2 separate regions of the Ovis aries genome follow, and region 2 is linked to region 1. A link is a contact called in public Hi-C data. All regions are on one chromosome and are shown on one strand. Each heading gives the region's core, a stretch centred on a gene start, on an enhancer-like site or on the middle of the called end of the contact. The rest is flanking DNA. Distances are from core to core; before and after follow the strand shown.

Region 1 (4,508 bases), core at 188-2,687:
AGGCCTTCCTCTGGCTTCTCCTGGGCCGTGGGTCTCCCAGGGAGGCCTGGCCACACAGACCACAGGCCCCAACATCTTCTAGCAACTCTCCAGGTTCTCAATTTCCTCCTCTTCTGCAGCAAACAATACCAGGAGAAAGCCCAAACCTTCTAGTATGTTCTGGGCTCTCTGCTCCCTCTTTTGCACTGAGTCGCTTCCACACCTCTTTCTCTGGACTCAAAAGGGTGGCTGGAACAGGACACGGGGGCAGGCCAGGGCGTCCTGGCTTCGAAGATCCCACAGGTCACTGTCTCCTGGGTCCAGCCAGGCCCGGGCTGCATCCCGCCCCCAACACCTCCCCGAGATCCTTCGCCTGGGCGGGGGGGGGGGGGGCCCCCCCTGTGGGGCCGCGGGGAAGCCCCCTTTCCAGCTGGCTCGCCGCATCGGAGAACCCGGAGGGAGGTGGCAGGGGAAGCTGCCGCCACCAGACTACGTGAGCCTCGGTGTGTGTCCGGGAGGCAGGGCTTGGGCTGGGTTCCCGGAGTTGTGACCGGCAGGGGGAGGAAGACGACGAGGAGGAGGAGCCCTAGTTATCATACCAGGGCGGGGCGGCGGGGCCACCCCGGACGGAGAGGCGCCACGAGAGCGTCCCCGCGCGGCCACCTCGACCCCGCCGGCCCAGGACGGCCCGTCTGGGGGCCGGGGACCCGAGGTGGCTCGGCTCAGAGTGGCCCCAGCCGCCGGTGCGGATCCGTGTTCCGTAGCCCTCGGCGACCTGAGAGATCACCCAGTGTGTTTCCCTACGTTGTAACGGGCAATCGAGGCGGGGTGAGAGACGCCGCGACTTTCCCTTGTGCTCAAGATCCCAGGGCTCAGCTCTAGGAGTGTCGGTTCCCAGGCGGAAAAGCCTAGTGTCAGGTTCGAACTCGGCACAGTAGGGACCAAAAGTGGTCTGGACTCCCAGCCCCAGCCTCCCATCATGACCAGGACCCCCAACCGGTGCATCACGTGGGTGCGGCCAGGCTCCATCCAACCTCTGGTCCCTGCATTGCCCTCTCCACGAGGAAGCAACAGTTTCCTCAAGCCCTTCTACAGTGTCCCATGCCCAGAGTGTAACTGCAAGCTGGCCTGAGAAAGTGTGTGCGGCAGGAACCAGAGAGGGTCCCTGATGCGTGCCCTCGTCGCCGTTTCTGCGGTAGGGCACCGGGCCTTGCGGGCTTGCTGGGGGACGTACCTGGTACAGCTCATAAGCCCCGAAGTGCAGAGGCGCCAGCCTGCGGCAGCATCCCAGCCAAGGTGGCAGGGGCAGCGGCGGCGACAGCAGGAGCGGGGCCCGGGGCTCAGGTGGGCGCCCTCCGCGGGCAGCCGCATCCGTCCGTGCGCTAGACCAGCCCGCCCGCCTCCTCCCTGCTGCCCCTCACCTGGGACTCTAACTCCCAGCCGCCGCGCGGCTCTCTTTAACTTTCAGGCCACCTCTCCTAACTCGGGACCCCTTCCCAGACCCCCCTTTCCCGTGAACGCCCCCCGCAGCCAATGGGCGCGCCCGAGACGAAAGCCGTCCACCAATAACCGCGGAGCCGCGGTCCCCCCGCCCCCCCATCACCGCCGCGCCACGTGATAGGCTGCGCGCCCGGAGCGATAGGGCCGGGTTCCAAGGGCTGGGAAGGGGGCGATGGGTCACAATTTCATCCGAAGCCGGGGGAACGGGCGCCAGGGGGCAGAGGCACTTGCCTGCTGCACGGCATCCCGTTACAGCCAGAGGGCTGGACGCCGGCGCCTGGTACAGTTCCCACTCCCTAGGCAAAGTCCTAGCCGGGAAAAGTCACCCTACGCGCGCGGACGGGATTGCAGAGCCATTCACCCGTCCCGTCGGCCCCGCCTTTGCCTTACTCTTCAGCCACGGGGTTCACAGGTGACCGCTAGTTCCTCCATCACAAGTGGAGCCCAGGGGAGCCCCGAGAGAATGCCCAACGCGTTTCCCTCCGTTTTAAGTGGAGCCTTTTCAGGATCAGTATCCCCAGCTTCTAGGATACTGTTGAAAATAAGTAATTACTGAACACTTGCTTTGTGCCCATCACTGTCCGGGTGTCCTTGTGAATGGAATACAGTAAAATCCTTTTAATAAAGTTGTTATTGAGGCAAAGGACCAATACCCATCTCAGAATATTGCATATATAGTTGAGGGTTTCTCAGGTAGGTATTGGAGAAAGCAATGGCACCCCACTCCAGTACTCTTGCCTGGAAAACCCCATGGATGGAGGAGCCTGGTAGGCTGCTGACCATGGGGTCGCTAAGAGTCGGAAACAACTGAGCGACTTCACTTTCACTTTTCACTTTCATGCATTGGAGAAGGAAATGGCAACCCACTCCAGTATTCGTGCCTGGAGAATCCCAGGGACAGGGGAGCCTGGTGGGAAGCGGTCTATGGAGTCGCATAGAGTCGGACACGACTGAAGCGACTTAGCAGCAGCAGCAGCAGCAGCAGCAGATAGGTATATTTCCGAGGAAACTACCTAACTTGAATCTGTATGAACGGATTCAACCTATATCTACAGGGCCTGCTTAATTTCTGTGCTTCAGCTTGAGATCTGTAGAGAATGATGAGTTTAGAATAGAGTTTAGAAGCCCCTCCACCCATATGAGATCAATTTAAATATGCATGTATGTAGTCATAGATATCATCTCCTTGGTGACCAGCTGAGCTAACCACTTTAGGGATGAGGATCCCCGTTTTCCAGTTTTACTGTATTTTGGAAATTAGTATAGGATTACCAGCTTTTTAAAGTGCCAAGTAAAGACATAAACAAGTCTTACCATCTTCTGTTACCACCTTTTACTTTTAAAAGAAATACTCTATTCTGGCCTGGAGAATCCCATGGGTTTGCAAAGAGCTGGACACTACCAAGCACACATGCACACAACTCTTTAACAGCAACAACAAAATTCAGGAAGGGCCTAATCTCACAGTAGAGGCTAGTCCTTCATATTGCATATATTTAGCTTTATAAAAATTTATTATGTTGACCATAGCAGATGGGAATTTCTGCTATAAGAGATTTAAAAGGAGCTTCTAACTTTACTACGAATGTAAGACAAAAACACTGGTCCATTGCAATAATGCAGTTGGAGTCTTTGGTGCTATAGAGAGCTTCCTCAGACTCAGTCTTCCTGTCTGAAGGGTGATCATTAGTCCTCTTCCTTCTCTTTCAGTGGATAAATCTAATTAAGGACCACCTGGGAAATTAACTATTGGTAGGCAGTTGGCAAATGAAATTCCTATGCAATAATTCCTTTGCCAACTCTAAACACCCTTTTATTAGCTGATGAGAAGTTTGAAAATTTATGAAGCCAAGTGCTGCCTACATTTCTCAAGTGGAGGGAGCATGCTAGAGGAGTGGGCAGAGATAAAGAGCCAACAGGTATTGCAAAACATATGCAGGCAAAGGGTGATCTGAACCCTAGTGGGAAGGAGTTGGGACAAGTAAATACAATTTTATAGCATTTGGGTTTGGAAGCATCTTCCTTACATAGATCTAGGAAATCATGGGTAATACTTTCCCCTGTGGTTTAGGTGACTATTTCAGACCAGGAGAGTGGGGCTAAAGTTAGTTGTGGCACACCACAATCTTGGTAGGTAGGAGTGTGGCATCTAAGAATTTGAAAAGAGCACAGTCTTTGATATTGGACTAGAGCTGGCTTGCAAGCTCTGGAGAGCTATTCCAGGAGAATTCATATCAGTCCTGAGCCCCAGAACCTGAGAGCTGTACTGCCCCTTAGACAATCTTGCTTCACGCTTTCATTTTCTAGCAACAAAGAGGGAAACTGAAAATGGAAAATTTCAACCCTTTAGTTGATGTTTACCAAGTTCCTTTTCTAATATCTGGCATTGAATTGTAGCCTTAATTTTCTTTAATAAGCCTGTCCTCCTCCCCCAAATAAAAAGAAGCCAGTGGCTAAGGATAGCCAATGATCATCCATAAACTGCTCTTTCGTAGTTGTTAGTGGTAGCACTGTCTTAATCCTGCACTTGGGTTCATCTGTGACTTTTTTAAGCTGTGTCTTACACATTTGTTCATTTATTCTATAGTGCACTATTAACTAACTTAAGCCTAGGTGCTGGGAATGGAAAAATGAGTGATATATTATCTTACTCTCAGGAAGCTCTTAAACTGACAAATAATGATGTGGAATGAACATGTGAAAGGCAGATCTCTGGGAGCTAAGAGAAAGACTGTGTGTGTCAGTGGGGGAGAGGGAAGAGAGGAAGGTTAGAGAAGGCTGATTTTGAGACGTGACCATTGAGCAGGATCCTGAAGGGGGAGAAAACGTTTAGGGGTAATGGGAAAGAGAATGGCAGGAATTGGAAACGGCGCAGAGTTCTTCTATATGTTCCCCCAAAGAATTTCCACTCCATTGATTAAAAATCAGATCCTCTTTCTGGCTTAAATACTAGATAGTGTTTCCTTCTGCATGTGTTAACGTCAGTTTTTTCACTCGTCCAGAAAACTTTAAAAAATGTTGTTAATACC
Region 2 (3,909 bases), core at 416-2,915, 68 kb after region 1:
TGTGTGTGTTATGTGTATGTAGGAGGCTTGAAAAGGAGCAATCTATGAGAGACAGTGTCTAGCCAGGCAGGGAGAGGACACCCAGACTGAACAGCCACTTTCTATAGTTTCCACGCAATACGATATCCCTGCGGATGTTTGGGTGGAATGAGAGTTCATTCACATGGCTAACCCCACAACTTTCCCCCCCAGTCCACCCAGTCAGGGACATCTAGGCTGTTCAGTCTATCCTGGTACCATCTTTACTAAGCCCACCCATGCTTTGCCAGCAGAGGAAGAAAGAAAGAAGTGGAGATTCATGCTCTGTTTTATTCCCTCCTTGATACCCTAGCAGAGGAGAGCAGACATTCACCATCTGTGAACTCAGTGTGTGGTGAGCATGTTATCTCTTGTACAAATACAGAATGCAAAGTCCAGCTAACATAGATAACGCCTGCACCCACCCCTCTGTGCTGATGGTGACCAGGTAGGCATTCACACTAGAAGCTTCCATCACCTGTCAGCTCCCATGCAGTCAGAAGGGGCTGGTCCCATCCAAGATGGCAGACGTCTCACAGTGGCAGCCTGAAGGCTGAACATAGCCCTCAGATGTATTTTGTCTGGCTTTTACAGTGTTTTGTGTTTTTTTTTTAATTTATTTTTTTTTCTTTTCTTTTTCTTTAATTTTAAAATCTTTAATTCTTACATGCGTTCCCAAACATGAACCCCCCTCCCACCTCCCTCCCCATAACATCTCTCTGGGTCATCCCCATGCACCAGCCCCAAGCATGCTGTATCCTGCGTCAGACATATACTGGCAATTCAAATCTTACATGATAGTATACATGTTAGAATGCCATTCTCCCAAATCATCCCACCCTCTCCCTCTCCCTCTGAGTCCAAAAGTCCATTCCAAGATGGCAGACGTCTCACAGTGGCAGCCTGAAGGCTGAACATAGCCCTCAGATGTATTTTGTCTGGCTTTTACAGTGTTTTAAAAAGTGGAGCCAACCTTGGTAAATCAGAACATCTCCCATTAAACTGTAAAGTTTGAGCTTCCCTGGAAAACTCCTAAGATAACACTGGTCAGTGTTCCTATGGGGTACCAAAGGGCTGGAATGGAGTCACAGTATCCCTGTTCCCCCAGGACAGGGGTAATCCCTTCCAGGGTCCCTGGGCAGGTGCATAGACCCCATTAAATCCACAACACATTGGAGTTTTCTAGCTGGTCCATGGAGTCCTCTGTGTTCATTGCCTCTAGGTCTTCCTGATTAGAAAGCCAGAAAGAGTATGCCTGCCATCAAGAACGTGGCATGATGTAGGTTTTACGCTGATGGTTTTATTGCCAGGGAGGTATAGGAGTTAGGTGAAGGTAGAGGTTCTAGAAGGGAGAGATTAGGATCCTTGGGACTGCTTCTAACTGGCTGTTTCCAGTAGAGCTAGGAAAAAGGGAACCTAGTAAGCCACTAGCCAAAACCCATGCAACCCTTTCAGCTTCCTCGCAATAGCGGACTTACCATTTAGGAGGATCGATTTTTCCCTTCTAATAAAAGGAAAAGGCAGTGTAGCAATCCCATAGGGCCTGTGTGTGGGGAACAGATTGCACAATGGTTTGCTGGCCTCCCGGGCTGGATGGAGGAACACCCCGATCTCGGAGGGATAAAGGGCAGGCTGATCACGCCCGAGTGTGCTCACTCATTCTGAGGTCCAAAGAGCAGGTCGGTCTCACGCCCGTGTGCAGAGGCCTGGGACAGAGGATGGAGAAAAGGGCTTCTTTGTTTAAAACAGTCATCACTTCTGATATTCCATATACTAGGCTTTTATTTTAAAGCAGCAGAATTTTCAAAAATAACAGAAAAGGGATGGTAACCTCAAACACAACAGCTTTTTTTTTTTTTTTTAAAGCAAATTGGATAAAAAGACATTGCTTAAGGGAGACCTAAATTTCCTTCACATTCCTGAGGTAGAATCTAGATAGCATTTATAAATTTGAGTCTACTCTGCTTGCTGACTTTGGCCTCATTTCCTTTTACAGAAAGAAAAGACTTTTGAAAGGCCCTCAGCCCATGGTGTATTTTCTCTCCTTAACGATGTCTAACTCAGGAGGCCAATTTTAGCCACACTGGGCAGGTTCCTGCAGGAGGGTCAAGTCTCACATGTTCTGTAATGACCAGTTTATATTGAGGACCAAACTGGACCCTTTTAAATGACCATGCCCTTGGCCGAGATCTAGTTTCCCACTGACAGGGATCATAGTGTGAGCTGGTCATTAAGTCATATGTTTGTTTGCTTATTTGTTTGGAGTAGGGATGCGACTGAAAGAAAGACCTGTTAGAAGCTGAGAGATTGACTGAAATTTGACTTGCATTTTATTATAAATGTGTTCAGTGATTTTCTCCTGAATCCCAGATCTGATCCATGAAATCTATTAACACAAACCAGTGAAAAACAAACAAAAACAGCTAGGCCATTTTATCCTCGTTTTCCATTTTTGAAGTTTCTGCTCTCCATTTTTCCTTGCCCTGAGTCCAGTCTACCAGGATAGCTCTGAATTCACATCTCTTACTGCAGCCTTTAGTTCTAGAAGGATCTAATCTTTCCTTTAGGACTCTGCAGGGACATTTATAAACCATCACCCTATGACAGCCTTTTCATTGCTGCAAGTTTCTTAGTGTTGCTTGCCTTTGAACTTGTGTATGCACTGTCTGCTCAACTAAACTCCAAGCTCGTGGAGAGTCGTGGTATATCTTAGACCTCTTCAGGTTGCCTGGCGCTCTGGACAGTGCTGTGCACACCAAAGTGTCTCAGAAACGACTTATTGAAGGAATGGCACTGTGATTGATTTAGAGCAGAGACTTCACACAAAATGGTCATTATCTTTGTTCCCGTTAAAAGTGAAATCAGGAGACTGGGAGATTCATTCAAACAAACTCAGAATATCACTTGTCTTATGCAGTATTCTAAACCCTCAACCCTGGTAGATGGTCTCCCCCATGATAGCACCATGGCTTACATTTGGCTTTTTTTTCTGGTTTTATGTTCCCTTATCAGTACACCCATTACCACACACACACACACACACACACACACACACACACACACTATGTACACGTACCTCTCTGCTTTGCTTCTATATTCTTCATCTTCCCTTTTCCAGAAACATGCGATTTTATAAAAACTAAAATGAGGACCCTAGGTGAAACCCATTGAGGTGATATTTCCCAGGAACCACACATTTAGGGAGTGGATAATTAAGATCGAAAAATTATATGTTAGCATTTTAACTAAACGGATCTAGAACTTTAGAGCACCAAGGCTTCTTACATTGTATACATTGCTTTGCCTTTTATACAAATACAAATTTTATAAGCACTGCAAGAGCCAAGAAACCAGAGACCTCTTTGGATGGGAACATCTATTACACACGCTCTTATAGCACCCTAGGCTGTCTGGGACATCCTGAACAATGGAGGCAATTGAAGAATTCAAATGAGTAGGTGATCGCTTACATCTTTACAAGGCATCTCTGGAATACCCCAGCACTGGGTTTTCACTGGGCCTGAGACTTCCTTCCTCTGGCATGATTTTCCCACCACGATGGGCCATGGTTCAAGATCTTTATACTACACATGCCCAGGCAACTTCTGAATTTATTCTCAATGTCTTTAGAAAAAAAAAAACTTATTTTAAAAAGAAATTTTTTTGTCTCCCACACACACAAAAAAATGCACTTTACTTCACAGTATGTGTTATGGCTGAATTCTATCTCCCACAATAATTCATATGTTCAAATTGTAACCCTGACTACCTCCAAAGATGACTGTGTTTGGATCTAGGGTCTTTAATGAAGTAAAGTAAAGTAAGGTCGTATGACTGGACTCTAATTCAATACATCTCGTGTCCTTACAAAAAGAGGTTAAGACGCAAAGA

What was found. A called contact is a pair of places that touch in the nucleus more often than the background predicts.
Region 2: a contact with region 1 is called in a Hi-C map of liver, with 3 times the contacts expected there. The contact joins the enhancer-like site here to the promoter of PPP1R3B in region 1. A contact is called at or near these places in 2 of 16 Hi-C or Micro-C datasets (both in liver).

Annotation. Positions count from the first base shown.
Region 1 is chr26:24,333,849-24,338,356 of ARS-UI_Ramb_v3.0, forward strand. It overlaps PPP1R3B (protein phosphatase 1 regulatory subunit 3B), which reads right to left and starts at 1,438. Exons shown (of 2, transcript XM_012105852.4): 1 at 1,214-1,438. The coding sequence starts at 1,350.
Region 2 is chr26:24,401,601-24,405,509 of ARS-UI_Ramb_v3.0, forward strand. No RefSeq gene overlaps it. Among named protein-coding and RNA genes, the nearest start is that of PPP1R3B, 68 kb to the left of the region's middle. Within about 2 kb of position 1,666, at least 3 of the 54 cell types and tissues checked have an H3K27ac peak or open chromatin away from gene starts, as enhancers often do. A contact at or near this core is called in liver, where this site is marked.